2 separate regions of the Mus musculus genome follow, and region 1 is linked to region 2. Evidence: chromatin contacts called from public promoter capture Hi-C data. All regions are on one chromosome and are shown on one strand. Each heading gives the region's core, a stretch centred on a gene start, on an enhancer-like site or on the middle of the called end of the contact. The rest is flanking DNA. Distances are from core to core; before and after follow the strand shown.

The links. Promoter capture Hi-C pulls out the DNA fragments that hold promoters and counts their contacts.
Region 1: a contact with region 2 is called in a promoter capture Hi-C map of pre-B cells, with 2.9 times the contacts expected there. The contact joins the promoter of Grip1 here to the promoter of 1700030O20Rik in region 2.

The regions. Positions count from the first base shown.
Region 1 is chr10:119,450,704-119,458,375 of GRCm38.p6, forward strand. Grip1 (glutamate receptor interacting protein 1) reads left to right here and starts at 3,331. Exons shown (of 23, transcript NM_001277292.1): 1 at 3,331-3,719. The coding sequence starts at 3,662.
Region 2 is chr10:116,724,085-116,731,824 of GRCm38.p6, forward strand. It overlaps 1700030O20Rik (RIKEN cDNA 1700030O20 gene), which reads right to left and starts at 5,093. Exons shown (of 3, transcript NR_045345.1): 1 at 4,993-5,093. It overlaps 4930579P08Rik (RIKEN cDNA 4930579P08 gene), which reads left to right and starts at 5,169. Exons shown (of 3, transcript NR_131036.1): 1 at 5,169-5,368; 2 at 6,909-7,046.

The DNA.
Region 1 (7,672 bases), core at 2,081-4,580, 2.7 Mb after region 2:
CCGTTTCTTTACTCAGAAAATTATAAAATTGGGACCAAGCAAGGACACCTTTGGGATTGTGTCCCATTGTCTTAACTTAACTTGGTTAAGGTAAATCATTGTCAATTTTTAATTCTATAAACTCAGGCTGCAAGACCATTCAAGTTGCTCTAGGTTCTTGGAAGAATTTATGTTCAAAGTAATTCCACAGATTGAGATCTTGTCTAGAAACCATGGCTGCAGGGATAGGTACTTCCTTATTTATTTGTTTATTTTTTGGCTTAATTTAATTACAGCTTTTCTCCCTTCCCTTCCCCCCTCCAAACTCATATATCCCCCCTTCCCCACTGTGGTGGTCTGAATATGCTTGGCCCAGAGAGTGACACTATTAGGAGGTGTGGCCTTGTTGGAGGAAGTATGTCACTGTCGGGGTGTTCTTTGAGACCCTCTTCCGAGCTGCCTGGAAGACAGTCTTCTCCTGTTTGTCTTCCTGCCTAGATGATGATGGACTGAACCTCAGAACCATTAAGCCATCCTCAATTAAATGTTGTCCTTTAAAGAGTTGCCTTGGTCATGGTGTCTCTTCATAGCAATGGAAACCCCAAGACACCCACTCCTTTTCAAATTCATGGCCCCCCTTTTGATTAACTGTTACTGCCCATTCTTTAAAGGACATTAATTTTCAAATTTACTAAAGAAAAAAAAAATGAATGTGCTTAGCTGCTTGAGATCTAGTTTTTTGTTTTAAAAATAAAGCTCGAGATAATGTTACAATCTCTTGGAATAGACTTTCAGATGCATTGTTTTGAATATAAGGCTACATCAGACTCAATTCAAATTACCTAGTAGTATTTTTCTAATATTTTTCTGTCAAGTGATCGCAATAATACAATGAGAAGGCTTCATGAAGAGAATACCAGGGGTAGCCCACTGAGGGCAAATGCTATCACCCTTGAGTATCAGTGAGTTTATTTCCTTTGTAGCTAGAGATACAAAGAGAAAAGCTACATTTGTAGCTAGAGATACAAAAAGAAAAGCTACTATCCGGGACACAGCTAGGGACTTAGTTGCTGATGGCCATATACGATATGGTGATGCAAGATGTTCGCTATCAGTGAACACATATTTGAGACAAATAACACGAGGTGGGGCAAGTTATGACTTAGAGAGTTTGTTCTTTGCAGCTGTATTAGTCACAAGATAATATCTGACCCTAGTATCTAAGATGTGCTAATTTGAATTACTACCAAAATAAAATAAATAAAAAATCTTCCAGTATCCCTAGCTTTTATCCAAGAGTCCAACACATAGTAGGGATTTTGTCAGAGTTAAAAATATAATCAGTAGGTACAAGTTAGAACTCTGGCATCACTAGGCTGTCACTTTGGTGGGGCAATCATACCGTTGATTGCAGTAAAACCTCATGAGTAAGGGCCAGTTCATATCAGAGGTTTATTAGTCAGGCCCCCCAGAATAACACCTGTTAGAATAATCATCCGCATCGTAGATATTACATCAAATGCTCCAGCGGTTTTTGTGTTGCTGGAAGCTGAGTGTATGCCTGTACTTGTAGCCAGCCTGGCTATTGCTGGATGCCCTTTAATCTTTCCGGAAAATCAAGGCACATTCTTGAAACAAACTTAGGGCAAGACCAAAGTTATGCCATCTGTTTTTCTGGATTTTACAAAGAGTCTGAAAGGAGCCTGCTCAGATGGGACTGGGGTGGGGGTGGGGGGCCAAGGCGGGGACAATAAAGAGTTTTTCTGTATAGTTTTGGCTGTCCTGGAACTCGCTCTGAAGACCAGGCTGGCTTCGAACTCTGAGACATACTTGCCTCTGCCTCCCAAGTGCTGGAATTAAAGGCATGCACCACCAAGCCACCACTGCCCAGCGCAGATGGGATTTCTAAGAACCCCTGGGATGTTGTGACTCAGTTTCTACTTAGCTCTTCAGCTCCCAGGTGCTGTGTAGCTCTGCTCTTGAATCCTTTCCTTTCTTTCCTTAGGAGAGACAGCCACTGGTTTTTGGCAGCAGGGCAGCTCTGCAGTGACAACCAAGCACTCGCACAAGGGGCAACGGCAGGTGCCAACATCCCTGCTTGATCAGACAGTTTATGAGATGGCAGGAGAAGACAGACCTTATCTTCAGGTGCTGTGTGATTATGCTATTGCTCTGGCAGTGAGAGAGCAGAAGGCTGGCAAGAGCTGATGTCCCCATTGAGGGAGAGGAACCACAGTTCCTTCAGAGGCCAAAAGAAACCGCAGAGGCGAAACCCCCAAACCACACTCCAGTAGATACAGCCTCTGGGGCTCCAAACTCTTCAGAACCCGTCAGATGGGAGGGAAAGGCATGGCTATTTTCCAGCCAGAGGCCCAGGCTTGAAGAAATGAATGGCATCTCCATGCAAGACAGACAGCTGCCAAAAGTCCCTCTCCTAGTAGCACTGAGGTCTCAAGGAAGAGCCCACATGCCTGGGCAGAACCTTCCAGGCTCTGGTACAAAGGCTTCTGTCCCCCCTCCCCCTCCCCACCTTTATTCATTTTCCACTGATTTTTTTTTTCTTTCTGTGAGCCTATGACAAGAGGAAGAAACTAATCATAAAACCTGATCATAAAATTCCTTCCTACACTTGAAGACAGCTATTAAATATTCACTCAGCTGAGGTCTGCTTGCATCCTTTAAAACAAAAGGGGCTCCTGGCTCCCACCGTCCCCACCCCTGGGACCAGCGCCGACCATCCCGAAAGTTGCCACTGCCCCTGTGTTGAGGGCGAAGTTAGCGAATCCGGAGCTGCGAGTCTCAACTTGGGGGAGGGGGCGACGGGCAGGGCTGGGGAGGGGAGTGAGCGGCGAGAAGGAGGGACTAGAGGGAAGGACACTGCCCCCTGCTTCATCGAGGTCATCGCCAAAGCCGCCTAAGCGGCCGGTCGGGCTCGGGGCGGGAGGCCCGGGAGGGGCGGGCGAGGGCTCCGCAGCGGCGGCGGGGTGCCAGGCTCCGTACCTGGCGGGCCGGGCGCGCCTCGCAGGCCGGCGATCCGGGCGCCGAGGGTGTGAGCGCGCGCGCCCCTCCGTGCCCGCCCAGCCTCGCGCGCGTCTCGGGGGGAGAGGCTCTGGCGACAGGCGCCCCGGGAGCCCGCAGCTCGGTCCCGCCCGCCCCGAGGAGCTTTGTGCGGCCGCGGCGGCTCCGAGTCCCACCTGCTGGCGGCGGAGGGACGAGGAAGGAGAAGGCGAGGACGACGAAGAGGAGGAGGAGGTGGAGGAGGAGGAGCGGAGCGAGGCGGCGCCAGCCCTGAGCTCCCGCCGGCGCCCACCTCCGGGGGCTCGGCGGTCCTACACCGGCCTGCTCCGGTCCCCCGGCCTCGCGGCCACACCGCGCCACCGCGGCTGCAGAACCCCCCCCCCCCCCCAGCTCTGCCCGGTTACCGCGCGGCCCGACCGCCACAGCCACCGCCACCGCCACCCCCGGGGAGCTCGGGAGACTTGGAGGCGAGCAGCGGGGCGCGCGGCGTCGCCTCAATGTATCGGGGAGTCGCCTCGGCGCCCCAGCCCCGCTGAGCAGCCTCGGGCGTGTTGCTACCGGCCGGAGGGCGTGAGCCAGGAGGCGCGGCGAGCCCCAGAGCCGGCGACCAGCGAGTGAGCGAGCCAGCGAGTACGCCCCGGAGCAAGCTCAGGGAGCAGACACCATGCCGGGCTGGAAGAAGAACATCCCCATCTGCTTACAAGCGGAGGAGCAGGAGAGAGGTGAGCCTGGCGGTCGAGCCTGGGGGGCCGGGCCGGGCGCCCTCGGTGCCTCCCTGTCCCCCAGCTCCCCGAGACCTGTCCTCCGGCCGGCAAGGGAGGGGCGCCGTGCCCTCCGGGGACCGCGCTCCAGGCCAGGTGGCACCTTGCGAAATCCGAGAGGGGGTTTGGGGATCTGGAGGGGGGAAAAGCCGAGGGGGCAAGGGAACAGTGCTGCGGCAAGCAACTTTTCGCCCGGGGAAAGATTCTGTTTTTTCTTACCGAGGACCTAGAGGGAACTCCAGCTTCTCCTGGGCCCGCTGCGCACGTGGAGCCCCGGCTCCTCTCTGTGCGGTGGGCTCTCCTGGTGCTGGGGGTGGGGGAGAATCTTGCAATGCTTTAAGTGACTTTTCAAACTTTCCTCCTCCTGCCGCGGCCGCCTTGACGATGTCCCCGCCTCTGGCTGGGCTACGATGGTGCTGCCAAACCCAAAGTTGCAGGAGATTCTTAAAGGGGGAGTAGAAGGGGGAAGAGTGTGGGGGGCGGGTAGGGGGCGCTGCCTTGGGTCGCTGGAAGGGGGGAGGGGAGAGAGGACTGACTGTCCCCTGGCTGGTAGTGACTGCCTAAAAGATGAGTTATGCCCAGCGCAGTCCCGGCTTTCTAGTTAATACCGCAGGACTGCGGACTTTTCATAATTACTGTCTGTTTTCTTCGGAAGACACGGCTCTCCGTGCCAGGTGGCTCTGCAGCCCCTTTGTGCTTCAGCCTGCCAAGTGTGCTGGGCACGTTGTTTTGAAGTGACTCGCGGAGAGGAAAAGTTGAAGGCCTTTTGCACTCTAAACGCTTGGTTCTGTTGTCATCTTACGGTGTTTGGGTTGTGCAGTGGTTGGCCGTAACCTGGATATCATGTACGGAGTACACCAAAATTTCCTACCAAGGCCCCATGGGGCTGTGGGGTGCGCAGCATCCAGAGGGATTCCCTGGCTGTCAAGGTCCACCAGGGTTTATATACTCCTGCTGCTTCAACTACAGCCTGCTTTGGCTTGTTCAAGGAACCTGCTTGAGAATTGAATGGCTTTCAGGCTGCAGGGTCTTCATGACTAACAGTTGGTGCTGGAGGTTAAATGGTGCTTCGTGGGTAGGCTGTGATGGAAGCAGGAAGCCAATCTGGTGTGTAGAAGGGACAGCGCTATTTCCCCCCTGCCCCCCCCACCCCAAAAGAATTTGATTCTGCAGCGTGGGGGAGCTGGTATGGACGGTGGCTGGTGTTACTCGTCATGCTAAAAGTTTCAGGTTTTGGAAAAAAATGCTTACAGCCAAGAAACCAATGTACAGTTTCCAGTTTTTCTCTAGGTGGCACAGCGCGTCTTTGGTTGATAGCCTTTTTAATGACTCAGGGAATCTGTCCCTTTTAAAACCACTTCCTTATTAGAGTTGTGCATTCATTTGCAGTACACTTCTGGCGTGTGACCATGGATTTACCCCCCCCCCCCCGCCCCGCGCCCAGTGGTATCCCTGCTACAGAAATGCTTCAATGCCTGCCTTTGCATAACCATATCTTAAGATTTGCAGATCCAGGTGCCAATATTTCACTACCAGGTTGAAGCAATGAAAGAAAGGGGTCTGTCAAGCACCCAGGTCTGTCCTATCAGCTAAATGCTGCGACGCACCTGATGTTAAGTGCGTCAGTTTGATGATTAAAAAAAAAAAATCACTACTGTGTTGCCCCTAGGTTTTTATCAGAATGCTGAAGTGGGTAGATTTTTTTTTTGGGGGGGGGGATTGTAATAAAATGTACTTGTATGTCTTTTAGAAATATAGTAACTTTGAAAGATGATCACCTAATCTGCTTGGTTGAGATAAGACCGGAATTCCTCCAGTGCACAAAAATCTGAGTCAGACAAATTGGGCAGCCAAAGCTCCTCCAACAGGAGGGAACAGGGAATGTATGGCCCTTGGTTGCTTTTATTTATTTATTTATTTATTTATTTATTTATTTATTCAATGTTTTTATTCATTGCTCATGAGATGTTTTTCTAAACAGCACGTGTGTATAGAAGTGTGTGTGCATACATATATATATATATATATATATATATATATATATATATGTATATTAGTAGTATTTTTTGAGGTCCTGCCTTATTGAGAATGTGCAAATGATTTTGTTCTTTAAACATCGTCCATAAACGTAGAACTTGCGTATGTGGTTGTATCGTGTGTATGTGAGTGTATTGAGATGCTTCCGTGACTTTTGGTATGTCTGTCAGAGGACACTGCTCGGATTATGCCCTTTGCAGAATGTATTGAGTGCTTGACGTTTTTTTTTCTTTGCATTTGAAGTAACATTGTATAGACTGCCCCACTGCCCCATGATTACTTTTGAAATATAAGCTATCAGGCCAGTCAAAAAAAATAATCAACATGGAATACATATTATATTTTTAATATTGTTTGAGAATACAGTCAACCAAAAGGCCAATTTGTAGCATTAAATCCTAATGTGGGCTGTGCCCTTTCTATACCTCTTCCAACCCCAGCTTCTATTTACCATGCTGAAACACATTATGGAGACTAGTATAACTTTTTTTATGTGAATTTTATTTTTTAAAGTATCTTTGTTGATTATAACTCGAATTAATATGAAGTTCTAGCTTCCTCAAGATCCATATATATATATATGTATATATATATATATATATATATATATATATATATATATATATATATATATATATTTAAGTCTCTATCTCAGCAATATTTCTTTAAAATGCTAATTTTGGTTTAGACATGGATGGGAGGAGCTGGGGAGATGGCTTAGTCAGCATCCGTGCAAGCAGGAGGATCGGAGTTCCAAACCCCAGAGCCCGTGTAAACAAACCAGGTGCACAAGTGCTTGCCTGCAGTGCTCCTCCTGGGGAAGTGGAGACCTGATGATTACTGCATCTTGCTAGGCAGCCGATCCAGCTGTGTTGGGGAGCTCTGGGCTCAGTGAGAGACCCTGTCTTAAAGATAAGGCAGAGGAGCAAATGAGGAATGATAGTGCGTCCACTCACAGGGACCACTCAGTGGAGTGTACCTTTTTGGTACTATTGTCACATACAAAAGGTGTTTTGGCTAGGCTACGTAGTTTCCCATCAAACCTATATGCCGTTCATAACTTGGGTTTGTCTTGGAAGCCTCTGTCAAGACAATATTGAATGAGCTATGGCTACTGCACGCAGGGTTGAGCAGAGCAACGGCAACATATGGGTTGTGGCAGCCAGTGTTCACACTGCCGAGATGACATGTGGAGACTCACCCATGTGAGGGGACACACCGTTGCAATTCAGGACACAGCCTCTCTGTTCTGTCCTCTCCCCCATCGACTCGGAAGCCACCAGATACGCTTTGGGGTAAATGTTTTTTAGGAGACTAGGGAAGAGTACGGTGTTCTCTTTAATATCCCTTCCAATCAAATGAAATTAAGCAGTTTATTGGTTGTTTGACATCTGCTGCTTAGCCGCTGGAATCGGAATGCAGTTTCCACCGAGAAGACGGTACCAAGGCATAGGTACCTCTTTAGTTAACAGTGCCTGTCTTTTGCCTTGTGGCTTTCCTTCTGACTCGTGAGGGTTTGGTTAGCGAATGTTCACTACAGTTTAACAAAGTGCAGCGAGAGCATTTATAATCAAATGTGCTGCTTAATAGGAATGATATCTTTCTGTTGTAAGCATAGCCCTTCCTAGTCTATTTTGGGGCAATAAAATAACACTAATTGGCGTTTCCTTTAAATTTGAAATTTAGGCTAAGTAGAGTATATCGATATTATCCACTTGTAACGATGTTTCAACTGTATGTTATATTGGCATAAATGCTTACCAGGGAAGAAAGGCATCCATTTTATCTTCCTCTACACCTTTGCTTTTAAAATTTTTCTTGTAAGTTTTGGAGGTCTACATGTGAACTTAGCATTTCTGCTACAGAAGTTCCTGTCT
Region 2 (7,740 bases), core at 3,843-6,342:
GCTGCTATCACGTACAATTCTCTGAAAATAATTCTCTTTCTTTCTTTTTTTTTTTTTTTTTTTTTGAGAAAGCAACTTTCAGTGACAAGCTTTAAGGCATTGTTCTGCTCTTTTCTGGCTTTCTGACTTCACAAGGATGGATGTTCTTATTCCTGAACCAAAAGAATTAGAAACATACATCCTTCCACTCTGGAATGGTTTCTTTGGTTCTGAATTCTTGTAGTCTATATCAGAATAAGTCATTTTTAAAGAGTTAATTGGAAAAAGAAACAGAATTAGTTGAATGACATAGGATAACGTTGTCTAAGGACAAGCTTGAGGATTGTCTAAATTGTCTACAGTTATGATGACTAATTTAATCATTGTTTGTTGGGAGCTATTAAGACAACTCTATTGTCTTGATCTCCGAATTGGGCCCCCCCCCCCAAGAAGAAAAGGGGGTCAAAAGCGGGCCACCGACGCACCATTCTGAGAACAACCACAGAATGTTCCAGCCCTAAGTCAGCGCCAGATGTCCTGACCACACCCTGATACCACCAAGTTCCTGCTTCCCCGTGTAGTTGCCAAAAGAAAAATTTCTGCTGCCCCATCCCTCTTGCTGAGAAGTACTTCCTCCTTTGCTTGTGCATTTAAACCTTGAGCCTTGCTGAATACAGTGAGACCTTGATGCTAATCAGACTGCTTCCATGTGTCGTTCATTGCACTTGGTTCTCGTCTCTCCCTCCCCCTATTTGGTTCTTAGGAGAAAGTCCCCTCGAGACCCTCAAATAACTGGACCTGCTGGACGGGTCAATTGTTGCTACGGATAATCAAATCATACTTCCTTAAACAACTTTTTATGAAACTCAGATCAGTGACTCCAACATTCTCACATAACATAATGCAAGGATCTTCAAACTTGATTCTTATGTGCTAGGAGTGATAGCAGAACAATATTTTAAAAGCTTTCTCTTTATGTAATTAGGCCATTATGTTTCTATAAGAGCAGGAATGGTGCTTGTCCAGCAAAAACACTGCAACCCATAACACACATAATACATGATTGTTTCAGGCTGCATTCAGTGCTGTGACATTCTGCATAGTGCAAGGTGCACAACACACACTGTATGTCCAGAACTAAGGCTGCAGCGAGGTCACATGATACCACACGGGCAAGGGCTGCAAAATCCTATCTTCATGGCGTGACTCAGTCATTACAATTATGATCTCATAGCAGCTATGGTTGCTTGCACAAGATGGGGCCTGTCAAGCAGCCAATATGAACATGGAGGGGCTCATGAGACTTCACCCCTCCCTGTTGAACTATTTATGACTGATAGACTCTAGGGCTGGGAAGTCCTTGTCTTCAGCTATGGACCAAATCTTGCTCCCATTGAGCACTATTGTCTAGCTCCAAACCGGTGGCCATAGGCAGGGTCCTAGTTAAAATCAGTGGGTCATTTAAAAAAAGCAAAAAGATGTGGGTATAGAAAGGGGACCTGTGGGGAGGATGGGGGTAATGGCAGGGGTGAGCAGGAAATGAGGAAAGGGAGGAGGTGAGAGTGAATGGAATGCCCTGTATATGTGTATGAAAATCAATTAAATTTAATCAATCAAAAAATAGAGGTTTTTTTGTTGTTGTTGTTGTTTTGTTTGGTTTGGTTTTTTGGTTTTTCGAGACGGAGTTTCTCTATAGCCCTGGCTGTCCTGGAACTCACTTTGTATACCAGGCTGGCCTCGAACTCAGAAATCCACCTGCCTTTGCCTCCCGAGTGCTGAGATTAAAGGCGTGCACCACCATGCCCAGCTGAGTTTTTTTTTTCCCCTAAGGTTTTATCACCCTCTTCATAGAATCATCATCTTTCCTATTTCCATTGCATATGTTAAGAACAGCACTAGATAACGTTAGAGACATTTAATCAACCATCCAACATAATTTAGAAAGCTCATGACTTCTCTTTCACCTGACTAAATGTGAGGAAGACGTGGATTTTTTTCATCTGAGATCCACTGACCTTCCTGATCTTGGCTTTAGGGGAGTTTTTGGCCATTACTTACTTGAGCACCTTTCCTCTGCCATGCTGTTCCCCCTCCCTTGCCCCGCCCTGCCCTGCCCCCACCCCGCCCTGCCTGCGGAAGTCTACTGTACCAAGGTTAAATCTGTCACATTAGGTCACATTACATCCAGATAGCTAGGGCTCCCTGTTGCTCAAGTTATGCAACTTCTGCTTTTCCCATCTCGAGTTCTCAAACATTTTCCTATGTTCTATTCATTCAATTATTGATTATATCCAGTAAGTATTTAAAATTGTTTCAGTTCTATTTTTAATGGCACACTGTGATACATGTATCAATGGGGTATAGTATAGTGTTTTAATACATAAGTAGGTACTGATCAGGACTGGATAACTGGCAGAACCATCACCTCAAATATTAATTTACCTTTTTGCTGGGAATATGCTATTATTTTGAAATATTCAGTGAATTGCTGTCACTATGGCTATCCCATAGAACTTACAATGTGCTATCGTGCTATAGAACATTGGATGCTGCCTCTACTCAGGGTCACCCCTGTACCAGTTAGGAATCCTCTGTGTCCTGTCCAGTGTCATCCAACCTGCCCAGGCTTTGTTAACCACTATCCTAGCCTTTGCTCCTTTGAGATCAGCTTTTCAGCATCCATGTTTAAATGAAAGCATTTGTCTTTCTATTACTGACTTAGTTCACTGGGTGACCTTTGGTTCCATGTTGCTGCCCACAGCAGCTTTTTCACTTTTTCATGATTGAGTAATATTCCATTGTGTATATGACGTTCTTCACTTTGTCCATTTCCTGGTGGACATTTAGCTTGATTCCATGTCCTGGGTATTGTGAATATTGCCACAGTAAACATGGCAGCGATTTCTCATTCACTTGTTAGTCTCAGTTCCTTTAGATGTGCTGTGGGTAGTGGGACCTGCTGTGTCACACAATGTAATGGTGGTATTTATTAATTTTTACTAACAGTGTGTGTATGGGACTCGCCTTTCTCATCCACCAATGTTCATTCTTTTCTGTCTCTTTGGGGGAGGGAGGTAACCTTTCCAACTAAGGTGACATTTCATTGTGGTTTTGATTTGCTTGTGATTAGTGAGGCTGGGTACGTTTTCATGTAAGTGGTCATTTGTATTTTGTTTTTAAAATTGTCTATCTCATTTTCATATTTTTAATTAACAGGGTTTATTTTTTCCACTTTTTCAGTTGTAAGGTTCCCCTTCTTCCTCTTCCTCCTTTTCACTTCTCTCAAACTTTCTGCTGTGTTTGTTTTCTCGTTAGCTCGTAATTCCCTGCTAAAGCAATTTCCTGGTGGCTGCTTTAAATTCCTGTCAGATGGTCCCTGTCCATCCCATCTCTTGTTGACTTTTGCTAAGAGCCTTTTCTATCTTCTCGGTTCTGGGTCTAAGTGACGTCCGTCATATGTGACATGCAGGGTGCAAGCTGTAAGCTTTAGCTTCCTCCCGCATCTCCTGTGCAGGACGTCATCCTGTTTAGCTTGCATTTGCTAAACGTGGACATCCAGTCCATCACACACTAAAAAGGTCTGTCCTGGCATGATTTCATTTTCCATACAAAGTTGCCCTCTCAGAAGCGCCGCGTTACTTAGCTAATGCTGTTGCCCGCTTCAAGCTCAGGTGCCAGGTGTTGGTTTACGCTCCCTGAATTTTGCCTTGTCATCTTTCAAGATCCACAGACATTTTCTATTTCTTCTGTTCCTCCTCTGCCACCAAGGGCTTCCAGTGAGTCAGTTTACCCTCCCCCATCCAGCTCAGCTAGACTTTTCAGTTAGAATTCCGACACCTTCCTGCTTTCGGAAAAACAAAGGCTCCCAGGGGCCTTGTGGCTCTCTCTCTCCAAGCGCGCACTTCATGAACTGTTTGGGACTGTGGGATTGCAGCTCAGTTTCTCTCTCCATTTTTCCACAGTCCTTGTTGCGTCTCCTTGTGAAGCCTGACTTGCTGGGGTTTGGGAGTGGGGCGCCGGGGGAGAAGAGGATGCCAACACTCACTTGAACAAGGGCTGCTCTCAGTCAGCTCGTTCAGATTACACCTCCAGTGAAAGATACTGAAAGTACTGGGCATTCTCCTGCCGTGAGCTTTGCGGAAATGATAGGCTGGCAACCCAAGAGAATAAGTTCAAGGCTAGCTTCACACGGGGACTGTAGGCTGCAGAAAAGTGCCGGCAGCTTAGGAATGAAGGCTGAGGGCAAGAAGGGCCAAAAACTCCAAGCGCACAAACTCCGCACACCCCAAAAGATCTGAGAGAGTATTAGAAAGACAAACGCGCCCCTTCTAGCTAACAGATGAGAACACACAGCCAGCCGGACCCGTTGGGAGGGAAAAGCGACCTGTGGCTGCTGTAGGTGGGAGAAGAAAAATCAGGAAACAACTTCAGCTTGAAAGAAGAGATGTTAGACACAAAGTAGTAAGACTAGCAGACGGTTCAGCGGCCAATCACACTGCTGCTTCCTTCAGTTTAAGGGGAAAAGGAAGTTACCCAAAGATGTTGTTTGCCCAGAATAAGAATTATAAGAGTATTGTATATTTATTTATTTTAGTTATTTTCAAACTGAACAAAGCGATACTTTCATCATCAGAAAGAGATGTTGTAATTGTGTTCTCTGTAAGAAATGTCTAGATTCTCTCTTTTTCTTTTTTTGACTTAAGCCCGGTGATGCACGTTTCTGTTTGTAGTTCATAAAGATCCTTTCTGTCTTTCACACTGACTAGTGGAGCCCTCAGAATGAACCCGTGGCCTCCATAGGGAAAGGGAAGCCTTTTCCACGGGAGGTTGGTGCTACAGGAGACCCCCTCCCATCTAATTGGCCTTGAAGGTAGTGTGTTGTTCAAGGTGAGCCTGCGCCTTACTCCTGTGGGAACCTGCTTTAGCTGGGCTTCCCTCTTCAGGCTGTCCCTTACCCTGCGGGTGGCCTAATAAATACAACTCCTTCATGGAACCTGACCCACCACCTCATACCTGTTTTCAGGCTGGCTCTGTGACAGAAACTGGAGAGGGAGGAGGAACGGGAAGGAATTGCCAGAGCAGGACTTGAAGAGTTAGGTAGACCAAGCTAGGAGGCGGGGGTGGGGGGTGGGGATAGGGGGGTGCGGGGGGGGGGGGGGTGGTGGGATGAGGCGGTTGGCTCCGCGCCTGCGCTGTAGAGGTCCAGGTCTGTGTACACAGGATGTCTGCAGCCTGGTCCAACAGCTGTCTATATCTCAGACCCAGTTGTGCCTTCTGCTCCTTGTTTTGCCTTCTCTTTGCTTGTAATGGCGAGCTCCCACACACACTGTGAAGGACTCTTTAGACCAGATTGTCTGTCTTTCTGCTCAGCAGCTCCAGCTGCCCGAAGGTGGGATGAACCTGTCTGCTCTGGAGCCAAAACTAGACCATCCCTCTCCCAAAATTTGCATCCTAAGGAGAAGCCTCGCAGCTTGGTCTCAAATAGAGTATAATTCTATGTATTCTTAGAAAGGGGGACACCCCACCCCACTCCCACCCCAAGCCAGGCCTGATAGTCTTGATTGTACGTTTTTTTTTTCCTTTAATTTTTTTTTTAATGAGTGCTTTAACTGAATGTAGACCTGCATATCAGAAGAGCAGAAGAGGGCATCAGATCCCATTACAGATGGTTGTGAGCCACCACTTGGTTGCTGGGAATTGAACTAAGAACCTCTGGAAGAGCAGACAGTGATCTTAACCGCTGAGCCAGCTCTCCATCAGATGTGGGGACTTGTAATCTTAGCTACTTGGAAGGCTGAGGCAGGGGGATTGAAAGTGCCAGATCTGCCTGGGCTACAGAGTGAGTTTCGGGGTCAGCCTAGGTGACCTAGCAACATTGTCTCAAAATAAGCCCAAAAATCTGTAAAATCAAAAGGTGAAAAGAATAGGAATATCTCTCTGTGGTAGAGAGCTTGGCTCACACATCTAAGTCCCTGGATTCCATGGTTCCATTCGAGAGAGAGAGAGAGAGAGAGAGAAGGGGGGGGCAAGGTAGGGGGGAACTTCTCTGGAGGAGTGTGTGAATTAGAATTTAATAAACAGATGGCTTTCTGGATCTATGAAAGACAGAGATTACAATACCTACACAAAAGGCTTTTCGGGTGTGAAGTGCCACAGTGCACATAACTAGCCCAGTGCTACAGAGAGAGTGGGGGGGAGACACGAATGTATCACGTGAGAAACTCCTGTGAACACAGCTAAAGAAAATTCGTTCCCTTAGTGTCCTCTCTCCATTTAACAGCTTTTTCAGTCTCCCGTCCACGTGCCCTTCCCCCTCCCTGTTTCATCTCATTCTGCCTCTGTCTCCAAGCAATCGGGAGATGACAAGTGTTTGTGGAAAGATCCACACCCTGATTGGAACAGCTGCCTTCTCAAGTGGGCCTGACTCAAAGGTGCCCACAGGACAGTGAAAGAAAGGCACAGCAAAGGTTCCCCTCTGCCCAGTGGTGGAGCTCAAGACCAGCGAAACCAAGAAAAATCTTCCCAACTTCTTAGTCAAGTCGTGCTTGTTGAGTTGGGGTTCAGAAAAAGCTCATCACTGTAAATACACGGCCGTAGGAACTCATCAAAAACACTGCATGAATCTGAGTCTTTGTTCCCATTGGTACATCAGAAAAGCTATATGCCAGACTCAGAGAGAGAGACAGAGAGACAGAGACAGAGAGACAGAGAGAGACAGACCGATAGAGAGGAAGACACACACACTCAAATAGTAAGTGTGTATTGTGGTTGTGATTGTGTGTGTGTGTAAGGAGTGGAGGTTATCAGAGGGAAACTCAATATTAGTATCTACACTGCAAATTGCTGTATTGTAAGACAGACTCCATAAACTTGAGATATCAATTGAAGAGCACACCCATCATTTTATTGTTTCTGTCAATCAATTTTAGTACCCAGAAGAGGTCCTGAGACGCCATTGAAGTCACTGTTCCTAACACAGCAGCAAAGGAGAACAAACTTTACCCGCCACCTCTCTCTGCTGGCGTGTAGGACCCAGATATCAGAAGCACAAAGTCTAACTAAAGCAGGTGACTTCTCTCTGCTTATCCCACAGTTGCCACCGGCATGAGATGTATCTTTCTATATAATGGCCAGCTAGCTGCTCATTGATATAACGCCACCAGACTGGCAACCCAAGTGCCTTTCCCAGGGGTCACCTGCTTTGTGTTGTCTTGTCACCGTCACCATAAGGGTGGAGCAGTGACTGGGATAGTGACAGTAAAGCCACAGGAACAGGGCTGCTAGAGGGGAAAGGTGTTTGCCAGCAAGTGTGGGCAGAGACATCTGGCTCCTTCAAGGTAGCAGCTGTCCTGGGGCTTGAATGCCACTGGGACTGGGAGAGGGACTGGGAGAGGGACTGGGAGAGGGACTGGGACATTGCTGGATGTCCCATCCACAGCAGACACACGAGGGGAGTTTGGGCATTGCTTCTGGCTACATGGCTTAAGGGTCTTGTTCTGCTTTCTCACAAATTCTGAGTGAGGTAATGCCTCTAAAATTACTATTTTTCCACTTAAAACTCCAGTCCCTTTCCCTTGTCTCTCTGGGATCTCTCCTGCAATCATTAACAAGAACTCAGTGGGTAATAGGGCCAGGCATTGATTGCCTCGGACACTGATAGGAGAGACAATACCAAGATGCGGTATCACGGAGAATACACACTCAACTCAGGACTTTAGCTGCCTCTGCGGGGGACTGGAGGGGGAAGAGGGTTGCATGTGG